Regions from separate parts of the Sus scrofa genome. Here regions 2, 3 and 4 are each linked to region 1. Evidence: chromatin contacts called from public HiChIP or PLAC-seq data. All regions are on one chromosome and are shown on one strand. The core of a region is the stretch at or near the end of the contact, and the rest is flanking DNA. Distances in the headings are between cores, read along the strand shown. Region 1 overlaps LOC110259444 (a long non-coding RNA gene). Region 2 holds the start of FEM1C (protein fem-1 homolog C). Region 3 has its middle 32 kb from the start of FEM1C. Region 4 has its middle 50 kb from the start of FEM1C.

Region 1 (3,091 bases), core at 160-2,659:
AACAAAAAGTTCAAAGAGTGTTTATAAATGATTTTCGTTCTCTTCTAGAAGGCGGCCTTGACCTTTGTGACTACCATGCCAGAGACAATGAAAGGAAAAATTACCTTCAGGCATTTATGTGAACTCAGCACTCAGGGAAATTCCATTTGTCTGCTGGCCTTAAAGGCAGTCTGAAGAAGATTAACAAGGAGGAATGTAGCTGCTACTTAGAACACACTTCCATAGAAGCAGGAAAGTCCTGCCTACATAGGCGACAGGACACATGTATCAGAGGAACGCATTTCAAAAGCACATTCCAAAGAGCTCTGTTTGACAGTCTCTGCCTCTTTACAGCACTGCAACTGCACCCTGCTTCGTGACCTAAATTAATTTTTCCTCAAGAGTTCTTATTTTTTACTTCAGTCTTTTGAAGTTGTGAGGTAAAAACCTTGCTGGCCCATTCATTCATTCAATGAAAAACTATTTATTAAATACCGATGATGTACAAGTGAAATTCCAGCTGGTCACAGAGCTTATGTACTAATGACTGAAGACAGATGGTTATCAAGGAAGCAAAAACATAATTTCGATTCGGGATGAGGGCCGTGAACAGAACAGAAAGATGTAATGGAGAATACAAGCGGGTGAACCTAAGAGAAACTGGTTGCGGAAGTGCCGTTTGAACTGAGACCCTACACATGAGAAGGCACCAGCCTGGTGGAGGTGCTGGGACGTAGTGTTCTAGGCAGAAAGAAGGGAGAGGCAGGCAGGTGCAATCAGCTCAGGCAGGAGCATCCTGACATGTGCTGGGAAGAAAAGAAGCTTACGTGATGGGTCCAAGTGAGCAAGGGGACGATGGTGCCAGACGGAGTAGACAGCACAGGATAGCAGAGTTTGGATTTTCTGCTAAAATGAGAAGTTGGTGGAAGACTTTCATCAAGGGAGGGACCTGATCTGATCTGTGTTTTCAAAGATTGAGCTGCACACTGTGTGACAAATAGATCTAGTTCAGCTTTGTAATTTAGGCTGATACCAATTAAACCAGGCATTCTATTAGGGTCAGGGAAAAGATTGCTCTTTTTATTTTATTTTCTGTTTCTTCGGTTTTGGTTGTTGCTGTTGTTGTTTTTCCTTTTCTTTCTTTCTTTTTTTTTGCAAATCCAGATTAGTGTCTGATCTTTCTCCTTATTCTTTCTTATCTTTAGACTTGATCTCTAAAAACAGCAGGGCTTCTGATGATGACCTTTCCTATCCCCACAGCACAAGTCCATCATGACCTAATATGGAGAGAAAATCAGTCCATTGCCTTCTGCTTTCCTAGCAAACACATTTGTTGGTCTGACCTGGAAAAGCCGGGCTGCAACTCTGCCAGCCACCAAGGATTTCTGACAGGTCAGCTATACTTGATTAATTGGAGTGACTCTCTAGTTTTCTCCGAGAGTAGAAACCAGTTCTATCAGGTTACTGCCCTCCTGACACAGGCCTAAAATATGGCTGATTGTAAAGGATGTCTTAATTAGAGACTTCAGCATTACAACGGAAGAGTAAACTGCTTGAACTACGAAGTGTATTGAGCCCTCAATGGACGGGGCAAGGCTGTTCTCCACGACTTCAGTGTGAGCTTTGACAATTACAGTGACAACAATAGGCACCACTTTCTGAGCACTCAGTTTTCACCAAGAATTCATCCAACGCTGGTGTTGGCAAACTTCATCTGCAAAAGACCAGACAGTGAATGTTTTCAGTTTGTGGGCCATCTGGTCTTACTGCAAGTGGTGCTCAACTGTGCAGCTGTAGTGAGAAAGCAGCCACAGGTAAGGAAAGAGTGTGGCTTTGCTCCAGCAAAATTTCATTTTCCCTAAAAGGTTGTGGGGCTGGACACAGCTTGATGACTCCTGGGCTAAATGACTTACTGAGGACCCCTGGTTTAAAATACTTACATGTATTAACTTACTTGATTTTCAAAACACTCTGATTATACCCTTTAATTTATAGATGAGGAACTGTGGCACAGAGAGGTCATGTATACCTGGCCTGGCCAGCATAGCTCATACTTGTAGAGCTGAAGTTCACAGCCACACAGCGTGGCTCTCAGTGCCAAGCACAGAGTCACCGTGAGTGTGGCATGGCCAGGACTAGCCCTGAATAGATGCTTAGTCATCTATGGACTTCACTGACCAGTTTATGAGTTACCTAGGTTCTTTATAAAACGCCTGTGTCATAGGATTGAGGACTAGGGAATGGAATGAACCAAACAGTACAATGCCTGAATCAGCACAGTGCTCTGGAGGAACGGTCAGATCACTCTGCATTCTTATGTTCTTCTGATATAAAATGTGAGGGATAGGTGGGGTATCTCGGTTACTGAGGACCCTGTGCCTGGGTAGGTGTGATCATCTTGGCAGTTCACAGAAGAACTGTAATATTAGCAGCCAAGATTTTTCTATTTCTGTTTGTCTTCTTTCCCCTACGTATTCCATGTGATTATTATGAAGATCAAAAGAAAGGGAAAGAAGTACAGAGAACAGTGGAGAATAAAGAATTTCTGGAATAAGAGAAATTCAGTAGTATATACTAAACATACAGTAAAACATTTTATACTTCATTTTATTTCTCTAAAAATATGGCTAGGTATGTATGCTCTTACACGGCGATACTAGAGAACTCTCCTGGATTTTTAAGAGACTAATAAACATACTAGGAGTTAGTTTATTAATTGGGAGGAAAAATTTTATGATAAAATCTACTCCATCTGTGTTAACAAGCCAAGTCAAAGAGAAAATCTGTTGCATGCTTCTCCAAACCCCAAAGCTCAATCTCTGTATATCATTTGCAGTGCTACAGGGCTCCTTTTTATATATATAAACTATTATTACTTATATATGTAATATATAAACTTATATATAAGTTTACTTAATATATAAAGTAAACTAATGTGTGCAGTGGAAATTTATTTTGTGTAGAACTTTATTGGATTTTTTTTAATTTTTATTTTGAAATAATTATATATTCACAAGAAGTTGCAAGAGAGACAGACAGACGGAGGTCTCAAATATACTTTACTCAATGTACTCTGACTGCATCATCTGCATAGCTATAGCTCAATACCAAA
Region 2 (3,091 bases), core at 324-2,823, 220 kb after region 1:
GGTGCCCATACCTGGCAGCCATCAAGAGTGGTGTGGCCCCATTCGTTTTTTCCGAGATCAAGGAGGAAACCTCCTCTTTGGATTTGCTTGCCAACAATTTGGTGAGGAGCCGGAGTTTGCCATCTCGAGCTGCGTTAAATACTGCTGTCTTTAGATCCATTTATGTCCAGTTGAGAGGCTGTGCTTTATTTATCCTTCGAAGCAAAGCTCCAGCTTAACTCTATCGACACAGACAAGAGTTACAGTAACCGAAGTTCTGTGTTAAACACTGCACCCCAGGACTGGTATAAAACCACAGCGAGTAGGTTCTGTCTATTGCCTTCCAACATCTGACAACCAGGGCACCAAACTAGAGAGAAGGAAAAAAAAAAAAAAAGGAGCAGTTTTGAATTTTCCATAGGTTAAGGTAAAAACCACTAGGTTTTCTTAATTTCTACTCCGGGGGAGCCACACTGTAAGGGACTACTCCGCCCCTTCCCCCCAGAAAAAGGTGGGAAAGGAGAATACATAAAAGTACAGAGACGCAAATGTTTTGGTGGGAGGCAGTCTCACCTCTATATACCGTAAATGTAAACGCTACAGGCAACCGGTTTTCTCGCCTCCTAACCAGCTAAGCTTTGTTCTAGTTCTGCTTTGCACACGCCCAGAGAGAGTACAAGCGAAGAGGCAGAAGACCCGGGCGCAGAAATGTTTCACATCTGCAGAGGAGAGCGGGCCAAGGGCGCGAGGCTGAAAGGCCTCGCTGTGGCCAGGAGAGGGAATAAAAAAGGTCGGAGCCAACAAACCGCGGCCGGCTAACGCCAAAACCCTCACCCGAAAGGCTCTCTTTCCTTTAAAACTACTCCAGACTCTCAGGAAATCCGGCTGCCTTTTAGCTAACTTCGTCCGCCCCATTTTTTTTGATTCCCCCACCGCGCGCCCCGCCAAAAGGGACCCGCAGGTTCCCCAAACCACAGCTGCCGGTATATAACCTTCACCTCTACCTTTTCCAGAAACCGGCAGCCCTCGCCCCAAGTTCCTCGATCGACCTCTACCCGCTCTATGCCGGCCGACGAGTCTAGGGCCTCCATCCCGCTGCCCGCCTTCCGCTGCTGGGGGCGCCCTCCTTCCCCTTCCCGCCCAGGCCTCCCCGTGGACGCCTCAGGCCGCAGCTCGGGCTCCGCCAGGCCGCCGCCGCTGCCACTGCCACTACCTGCCCTGGGGTTAGTTCTCCCCGCTGGCCGCCCGGGCACGGGCCGGCCCCTTCAAATTGAAACCGTTGTCCGCGCCGCCGCCCGGGCCGCGTTGCTCCGCCTGCGGCCGCACAGCTCGTCCATGCCCCGCGCCCCACAGGAATGAATCCAGCCGCGCCGCTTGCCCCGCCCCGCCACGCCGAGCTGCCTCCCGCCCTCCCAGTCTGCGCGGGCTGCAGCGGCTGCAGCGGCGGATGGTGTAATGGGCTGCGGGCCGGGGGCCGGACAAGCCCAAGCACTACTTCACATCACTGACGCGGCAGCAGTGCCATTGGGCCGGGGGAGGGCGGCGGCCGCCGCGAGCAACTGCCTAGGGGCGGGGCAGGGAGGCTGCCAGGGCGGAGCGACGCGAGAGGGGGTGGGGCCATGGCTCGAAGAAGGATGGGCCTGCGTGCGGCACGCGAAGGGGGCGGGGCCACGCAGGCATCCGCGGCCGGGGGTTGGTGGAGCGGCTGCGCAGATCTCGCGGGCTCCTCCGCTCTCCAGGTTTCAGGCAATCGTCTCAGGGGCTCTTTGGGTCCCACTGCCGAAACCCCCGGAGGCGTCGTAGCCATTACTACTTTGTCATTACCCTCTCAGACTAGCCTCTCCTAAGGTTCTTTCCTTTGGTGGGCCATGGAGCTCTTTATAAGAACTCAAAAAGGCAAAACAAGAACAACACAAGAATGAAATTTGGGAAAAAGACTACTTCTGGAGGCTGACAATCAAGACTTTTTAAAAAATATGGACTAAAAAAAATATATAAAACTACAGGGAATGGTAAAAACAGAGCAGTATAAATCAACAAGGTCGAATTCTTGACTGTAAACAATAAAACCAGGAAACGAAAGAAAGGTACGAAATTAATATACGTAAAAATAATTACTACTTCACACAGCAGGAAATGAATTTGTGGAATCCGTGACATTAACACATGGGGTGTGTTAAACTAGGTCGAGGAAGAGTTTAAACATGTTTGGAGAATGACACCCATAGTGAATCATGAGAAAATAATTTGGAAGAACTTGGTGTTCAATCTGGTGAACACTTTATTTGGAGGAACTTAAACTCACAGTTTCTTGGTACCACTGAGGGAAAGAAAATATTAGATTATAGCTCACAAGTTTCCTTTTCAAAGAGCTACTACCTCTTACTATAACGATGTCTCACGTTTTTATAATTTTAATAATCATTTTTAAGTGGAGCATTATATTGGCATTAGGCAGTCAGCATTAGGGTCAACATTAGTAACCCAAGATTCAAGTGAAGGTTATTACCACTGAGAAGAAAATTTAGAACAGAATATAAAAGATGAGAGTAACTGTCTATACAAATCAAAGAGCCAGGAGAGATTGACTGTTTTAACACTAATGTTACAGGTCACAGTTCTATACTCTCAAAGTATAAATACTAGAGACAGTTTCCCACCCAAGGCCTAACCTGGGCTGACCTCTCTTATCAGATTCAATAAGATTATGTGAAAATTTACAACAGTGTTCTTCAAACCAACAAGTGCATCCCTTGGGGGATTTTCACAGGGTAGGTGCACATTTAGTTTTAAGGCCACCAGTTTCTGAATATTCACCTTGCATCCATCTATATTATTTCCTAAAATTGATCTGCTGGTAAAGGAAAGCAATTAAGTTTTCATTTCCTAACTCTTTCACATGAGCCATATATACCCAAATATATTAGCCATATATCCAAACCACAAAAAGAAAGGTCATAACTTCCACTGAGAATCTTAAAATGGTACATTGCTCCAGGGTATAAAAAGCTAAGGCAACCTTTGTCAATTCTTTGTCAATTTAAAACATTGGAGGAGTTCCCGTTGTGGTTCAGTGAGTTATGAACCTGACAAATATTCATGAGAAGGCAGG
Region 3 (3,091 bases), core at 227-2,726, 190 kb after region 1:
ACTGATTCTGAAACCCCTGGGACCCTGGTTGCTCTGTAAAGATATTCCCAAAGCCCTGAACACAAGTCTTCCACTTGAAGAAATACCACATGCTGAGGATAGCTACAAAAATGAAATTACAAGAGTTCCCTTGTGGTGAAGGGGCAGTGGGTTAAGGATCCAGCATTGTCACTGCAGTGGCTTGGATTGCTGCTATGGCATGGGCTCAGTCCCTGGCCCAGGAGGAACTTCCACATGCCACCAGCACAGCCAAAAAGAAAAATTAAATTAAATTAATTAAATTAAATTAAATTGAATAATTAAATTAAAACCTCCAAGAGACAAGGAGCCATCCTGAAGAGAGCAGCTCTATAAACAGAGGGATTGGCATGCCAGGCTCTCAGTATAATACACCTGCAAGGGATGATAAAGTAGGAATGCTTAAAATGATGAGATTGAGATTCAAAAAGGAACAGGAAAACTTGAACAAAATAGAACTTCTAAAAATAAAAGCATTGAAATTTTAAAACTTCATAGTTGTGTTTGCAGATTAAGCAGAAATGACAAGATTAATGAAAGGAAGAAAGATCTATGAAAATTAGAGTCTAGTACAGAGAGATGGAAGACAAGAGAAAAGGTAAGAGACAAGAGATAAGTTTAAAAATATGTCTGATAGGAGTAACAAAAATAGAATAAAGAGAATGAGAAGCTTCTGCTGTGCCACAGTGGGTTAAGGATCTACCATTTCTGCCCCTGTGACCTACATCACAGATTCAGCTATTGGCTCAGGAACTTCCATATGCTGTGGGTGTGGCCAAAAATGAAAAAGAATGAAAAGAATGAGGAAGGAAAAAAAAAAGAATAAACAAAGATATAATGCATGATAACTTCCCAGAATGAAAGAAAGGCATCAGCCCACAGACTGAAGAATCATGATGAGTCACAAGCAGGACAAATAAATCCCAATCTAGTCACATCAGAAGGAAACTGCAAAATGCTGAAGACAGACAAAATCATAATGTAAATGACGAAAAAAAAAAAAAAACAAAACCACATGACCCACAATGGAACAAAGAATGACAGGACTTCTCAGAAACATTAGAGGCCAAAAGATAATGTAATAGTCCCTTCCAAATGCTGAGGGAAAAGCTGCTACCCCTGCCCCCAAAAGAATATTAAAGGTACTTTAATATGTATCTTTAAAATGTCTAAAGTGCTTTAAAAGAAGACAATTTCTCCACTCCCTCAATGAAGGAATACAAACGCAAGTAATAAGTAATGCCATTAACAAAACTGGTAAATAAGAACATCTGAGCACAAACTAAAACAACAACACAATGATTCATGCGGATGGGAGGAGAGGATAAAACCAAGGTGAACCATCGGCTTAGATCTGTAACCACCTAGATGATGAGAGAGGTGACAGGAGTTAAAACGTTGCAAGGCTCATGTAGTACCCATAGCTCTGTTGAGTCAGTATGCAGGTTGTGCAAGCTTTCTAGAGCTGTCATAACACTTCCCCATAAACTTGGCTTAAAACAGCAGTAACTTATTCTCTCATAGCTGGGGAAGCCAGATTCCAAAATCCAAGTGTCAACAGAGATCATTCCTCTGGAGGCTCTGAGAAAGACTGTTCTGTGCCTCCCTCCTAGTTTTTAGTGGCTGCCCGCAACCCTTGGTGCTCCTGAACTTGTAGCTACACCACTCAACCTCTGCCTCCGTGTTCACACAGCTTCCTTAAACTCCTGTAGGCTGCAAATATACTGAAGGTTAGGGCCTTCTCCCCTGCTGTCTCCTGTCTCTTTTTCTGTCTCTTATGGGCTCATGGCCCTTTCTAATCCCAGATGATCTCATCTCAAGATCCTTTCCTTAATTATATCTGCAAAGACCCTTATTCCAAACAAGGTCATATTCTGAGGTCCTGGATAGACATATCTTTTGAGACCACAATTCAACCCAGTACACATGTTACAAATATATAAAGGAAGTCACTAAAAATGTCTTTGAAAAAGTGGAATGTATAAATTCTAAGCAAATTTAGAAACACAGAAAACAATCTCCTTAAAGGTAGGAAAGAAGTAAAAGCTAAATAAAAAGCATGGCAAATAAGACATTAGAAATTAAGTCCAAGTGAATTAGAAATCAAGTGTCAGTAAGTTAAAATGCAATTGTTAAAAGACAAACTTAAATTTAAAATGAAGCAAAACAAAAGCCCCATGTCCCACTGGTGATCAAAGCATTCACATACTTGGGTTCCATTCCAACACTGTCCTCAGTACATTCTCCTTTGATTAATATTCTGAAATCATTTTCACCTGTAACATTAAGGACCAAACTGTAAACTAAGGTTGCAAAATAGAAAAAAAAGAAAAAAAGTGTTTTCAACCCAAATTCCTCCCATTCTAGTGGTAGCTAAGGAATTAAATTTTCTGGATCAGTTTTAAGATTTTTTAAAGGTAGTTTTAGATGGCCTAAAAGAGTAACAAAAGGTTAAAACTGTGAGATTTATTTTCGATTCCTCACTCATCTTTATTTTTCCTGCCAATTCTACCTTTTAATAAAAAAAAATTATTTGAAAGTCCAGACTAGAAAAAACAGATCTTGTTAATGAACCTGGTAGACTATGACTGCTTTTCAATCATGGGGAGCATGGATTCTGAATGCACAGCATGGGCCAGATTTAACGAGTTCAGAATACAAAAGACATCACTTGGACACACACACACACACACACACACACACTTTCACCCACTCGAAGGATAGCTCCTATTATTTTATGTAAGGAAAATTATACATGTCAAATAAAATATAAAGTACAAGTTTTAGCACAACAGTGATCTCAAAAAGACAATGAAAATTCAATTAATGGACTATGCACTTTTCCTCTAACCCTCTTTTGGTAAAAAAGATGAAGTAGCCAGAGAGTCCTAAAAATGTGAACAATGTTCTTTGTTCAAGTGTACAAAGCAATATAATGTAATCTTTTTTTTTTTCTTTTTTGTCTTTCTAGGGCTGCACACGTGGCACATGGAGATTCCCAGGCTAGGGGTCAAACCAGAGCTGCAGCTGCCAGCCTACAACCACAGCCGCAGCAACACCAGATCAGAGCTGA
Region 4 (3,091 bases), core at 259-2,758, 170 kb after region 1:
GGTCACTCAGAGTTGGCAATGTTTTGTTACAGGACCAGATAGCTAATATTTCATGGAGTTCCTGTCATGGCTCAGGGGTTAACGAACCTGACTAGGATCCATGAGGATGCGGGTTCAATCTCTGGCCTTGCTCAGTGGGTTAGGGATCCAGCATTGCCATGAGCTGTGGTGTAGGTTGCAGATGTGGTTTGGATCCCACATTGTTGTGGCTGGGGTGTAGGCCGGCAGCTATAGCTCTGACTCAACCCCTAGCCTGGGAACCTCCATATGCCACGGGTGCAGCCCTAAAAACACACACACACAAAAAAATCATTTATGCATATCTGTGTAACAAGTCCTCTTTAGGATTAAACACATGTCAAAAAAAAAAGGGGGGGGGCATGACCAAGGACAAAAGATGTTGTATGTCTCAGTCTGTTTAGGCTGCCTCAACAAAAGTACCAAGGACTGAGTGCTTATAAACAACAGAAAAGTATTTCTCACAGTTCTGCTGGCTAAAAATCCAAGGTCAAGGCGCTGGCAGATTCAGGGTCTAGTGAAGACCTGCGTCCTGGCTCCTGGACTGACAGCCATCTTCTCACTGCACCCTCACGTGGTGGGAGGGTGAGGGGGCTTTCTGAGGTCTCTTTCATAAGGACGCCAATCCCATTCTTGAGGTCTCCCTCTGCCTTACTACCTAACTGCCACCCAAAGGCCTTAGTCCCTAGTGCTTTCACACTGGGGATTAGATTTCGACAAATAAATGTAGGGGGACAAAAACAGCCTTAGCATTAAGTCCCAGTGCTTGCAAAGAGTAGGCTCAAAAGACAGGAGGTTGCCTAGCCCTGCTCTGAATGTCAGAAAGTCCCCTCCAGCAACTGCTTTTTAAAAACCAAATATTTTCATTTATTCAACGAGCAAGCAGGACTTTAAAGAGCGTGGTCCAAACCCTGTACTAATCCTCTTTCTTTGGATTACAAGACTATTTCCTCCTAGGCTGGTGGGCAATTTTCCAATCAAAGATCCTCAACAGAGTAGTGTCTACACAGTTCTGAGGCCTGTTTCTCCATCAAGACTGGAAATCACTGGGTCTGGGCAGCCTCTGGAATGTGATTTACATGTCTAGGTTGCAATTTACTCACATTTTCATAAAAACGAAGTCATATTAGGGCAAAGCTGCGTTTGCTGGCCATAAGGGAAGGAACGTGTCACCAGGGAACAAAACCAGAACCAGTGCGTGGTCCTCTGAACTAAAGGATCTCCAGCCAGAATGGAGGAACATTTGCATAGGTATCTGGAGTTGGACCACACCCCTCCTTCTTCACATCTATTTACATCAGGCAACCTAAACGGAGGAGGAGAAAAAAAAAAAAAAAAAAGCATGTCCACCGTTGGGTTCAGACCTTTACAGATAGAGCTGACAGCCTTAGGCTCTGACAGAAGCCAGCCCGTGGGGTCAGAGAGGCCTCTGGGATCAAGTTCACCGTTTTGAAGCAGCCTGGCAGATTCAGCAGTAAGGCTTGAGTGGCTGGTAAGTGGTTTCAGATAAACGATACTTGAATCCATCCTGACCCAACTATCTGCGTGGCATGTCTGTGCCCTAGGGAAAAAAAAAGCCTTACGTTCCAGGACCGATAAAGCTCTCCAGACTCTTCGGAACTCCAGAACTGACATCGCCCTTGGCAGAGCCAGTGTGGCAGTTTTGCATTCTTACTACATGTTAGGGAAGCTGAGAGCTATTCAGGCTTCATGAGGGAGATTTTTGTTCAATATAAGGAAAAAGAATTTTTTTAATAAATAGTCACATTAACAGAAGTTTTTATCATAGAAAGCAGCAAGTACCCAGCACTGGAAATTTTTAGCAGAAACCAAAAAATCTACATTGGATGGAAAGCTGGCCTAGCCATAGGTCTCTTCCAGGGTCCTATGTCTTTAATTGAAAAATGAACTCAAATGTGCCATTTTTCTTTGCCAATTCTGTTCAGCTTACATGCATATGCATGGGAAAGCATTAAGTGGTAAGAGCCAAGAAGTCGGTTTTCCCTCCTGACTGTACTTCTGTGATGGTTACGTTCATGTATCAACTTGACTAGGCCAACAGGACACAAGACTTTTGATCTGGGTATTTCTATGAGGGTGTTTTGGGATGACATAAACATTTAAATCAATAGATTTAACACAGATTAGATTAATATGTGAATCAGTAAAGCCGACTGCTCTCCTTAATGTGATGGGCCTCATCCAATCAGTTGAAGGTCTGGCTAGAACAAAAAGACTGACCTACCCCCAAGTGAAAGAGACTGTTCCAGCAGACTGCCTTTGGACTTCACCTGCACTACAGACTTTCTTGGGTCTTTTTTTTTTTTTTTCTTTTCTTTTCTTTTTTGGCTGCCCCATGGCATATGAAAGTTCCCAGGCCAGGGATAAAATCTGAGCCAGAGCTGTGAACTACACCACAGCTGTAACAACACCAGATCCTTAACCCACTGTGCCAGGCTGGGGATCAAACCAGCACCTCTACAGAGACAAGCCAGATCATTAACCCCACATTGCAAATTTGGACTTTGACAAACTTCACAATTGTGTGAGCAATTCTTATAGTAAATATCTTTCTCTGCGTAGTCATATCCTATAAATTCTGTTTTGCTAGAGAGCCCTAACTAATACAACTGCTTTTTTCAGTATCCTCTGCTGACTTGGCCTTCACTTTTCAATATCTAAATGCTGGAAGCATTCCTACATTCACTCCTCAATAATCTCTATGACCATCTCCCTAGAGGTGAGATCAACTAGTCCCATGACTTTATCAGGATCTCACAATGATGGCTTTATATTCCAGTCCCAACTTCTTCCCAGAGTTGCAGACCAGAATACACATCACATTTCTTCTTAGACGTTCACTAAGAACTCAAATGTAGCATATCCTTCGAGTTTCTGTCGTGGCTCAGTGGTTAATGAAGCCAACTAGGAACCACGAGGTTGCGGGTTCGATCCCTGGCCTTGCTCAGTGAGTTAAGGATCCGGCATTGCTGTGAGCTGTGGTGTGGGTTGCAGATGTTACTTGGATTCTGCATTGCTGAGGCTCTGGCACAGGCCAGCAGCTACAGCTCCA

The links. HiChIP or PLAC-seq counts read pairs in DNA pulled down with a chosen protein or histone mark.
Region 2: a contact with region 1 is called in an H3K27ac HiChIP or PLAC-seq map of skeletal muscle. The contact joins the promoter of FEM1C here to the enhancer-like site in region 1. A contact is called at or near these places in 2 of 2 datasets of contacts at active chromatin or transcription factors (alveolar macrophages and skeletal muscle).
Region 3: an H3K27ac HiChIP or PLAC-seq map of skeletal muscle shows a contact between it and region 1. The contact joins two enhancer-like sites. A contact is called at or near these places in 2 of 47 Hi-C or Micro-C datasets (fetal heart ventricle and skeletal muscle) and 2 of 2 datasets of contacts at active chromatin or transcription factors (alveolar macrophages and skeletal muscle).
Region 4: an H3K27ac HiChIP or PLAC-seq map of skeletal muscle shows a contact between it and region 1. The contact joins two enhancer-like sites. A contact is called at or near these places in 1 of 47 Hi-C or Micro-C datasets (skeletal muscle) and 2 of 2 datasets of contacts at active chromatin or transcription factors (alveolar macrophages and skeletal muscle).

What each region holds. Positions count from the first base shown.
Region 1 is chr2:119,498,577-119,501,667 of Sscrofa11.1, forward strand. The region is part of intron 1 of LOC110259444 (a long non-coding RNA gene); the gene reads right to left. Among named protein-coding and RNA genes, the nearest start is that of CCDC112, 19 kb to the left of the region's middle. Within about 2 kb of position 1,410, at least 12 of the 83 cell types and tissues checked have an H3K27ac peak or open chromatin away from gene starts, as enhancers often do. A contact at or near this core is called in skeletal muscle, where this site is marked.
Region 2 is chr2:119,721,467-119,724,557 of Sscrofa11.1, forward strand. It overlaps FEM1C (protein fem-1 homolog C), which reads right to left and starts at 1,574. Exons shown (of 3, transcript XM_021084648.1): 1 at 1,193-1,574; 2 at 1-349. The coding sequence starts at 160.
Region 3 is chr2:119,689,170-119,692,260 of Sscrofa11.1, forward strand. No RefSeq gene overlaps it. Among named protein-coding and RNA genes, the nearest start is that of FEM1C, 32 kb to the right of the region's middle. Within about 2 kb of position 1,477, at least 12 of the 83 cell types and tissues checked have an H3K27ac peak or open chromatin away from gene starts, as enhancers often do. A contact at or near this core is called in skeletal muscle, where this site is marked.
Region 4 is chr2:119,671,948-119,675,038 of Sscrofa11.1, forward strand. No RefSeq gene overlaps it. Among named protein-coding and RNA genes, the nearest start is that of FEM1C, 50 kb to the right of the region's middle. Within about 2 kb of position 1,509, at least 4 of the 83 cell types and tissues checked have an H3K27ac peak or open chromatin away from gene starts, as enhancers often do. A contact at or near this core is called in skeletal muscle, where this site is marked.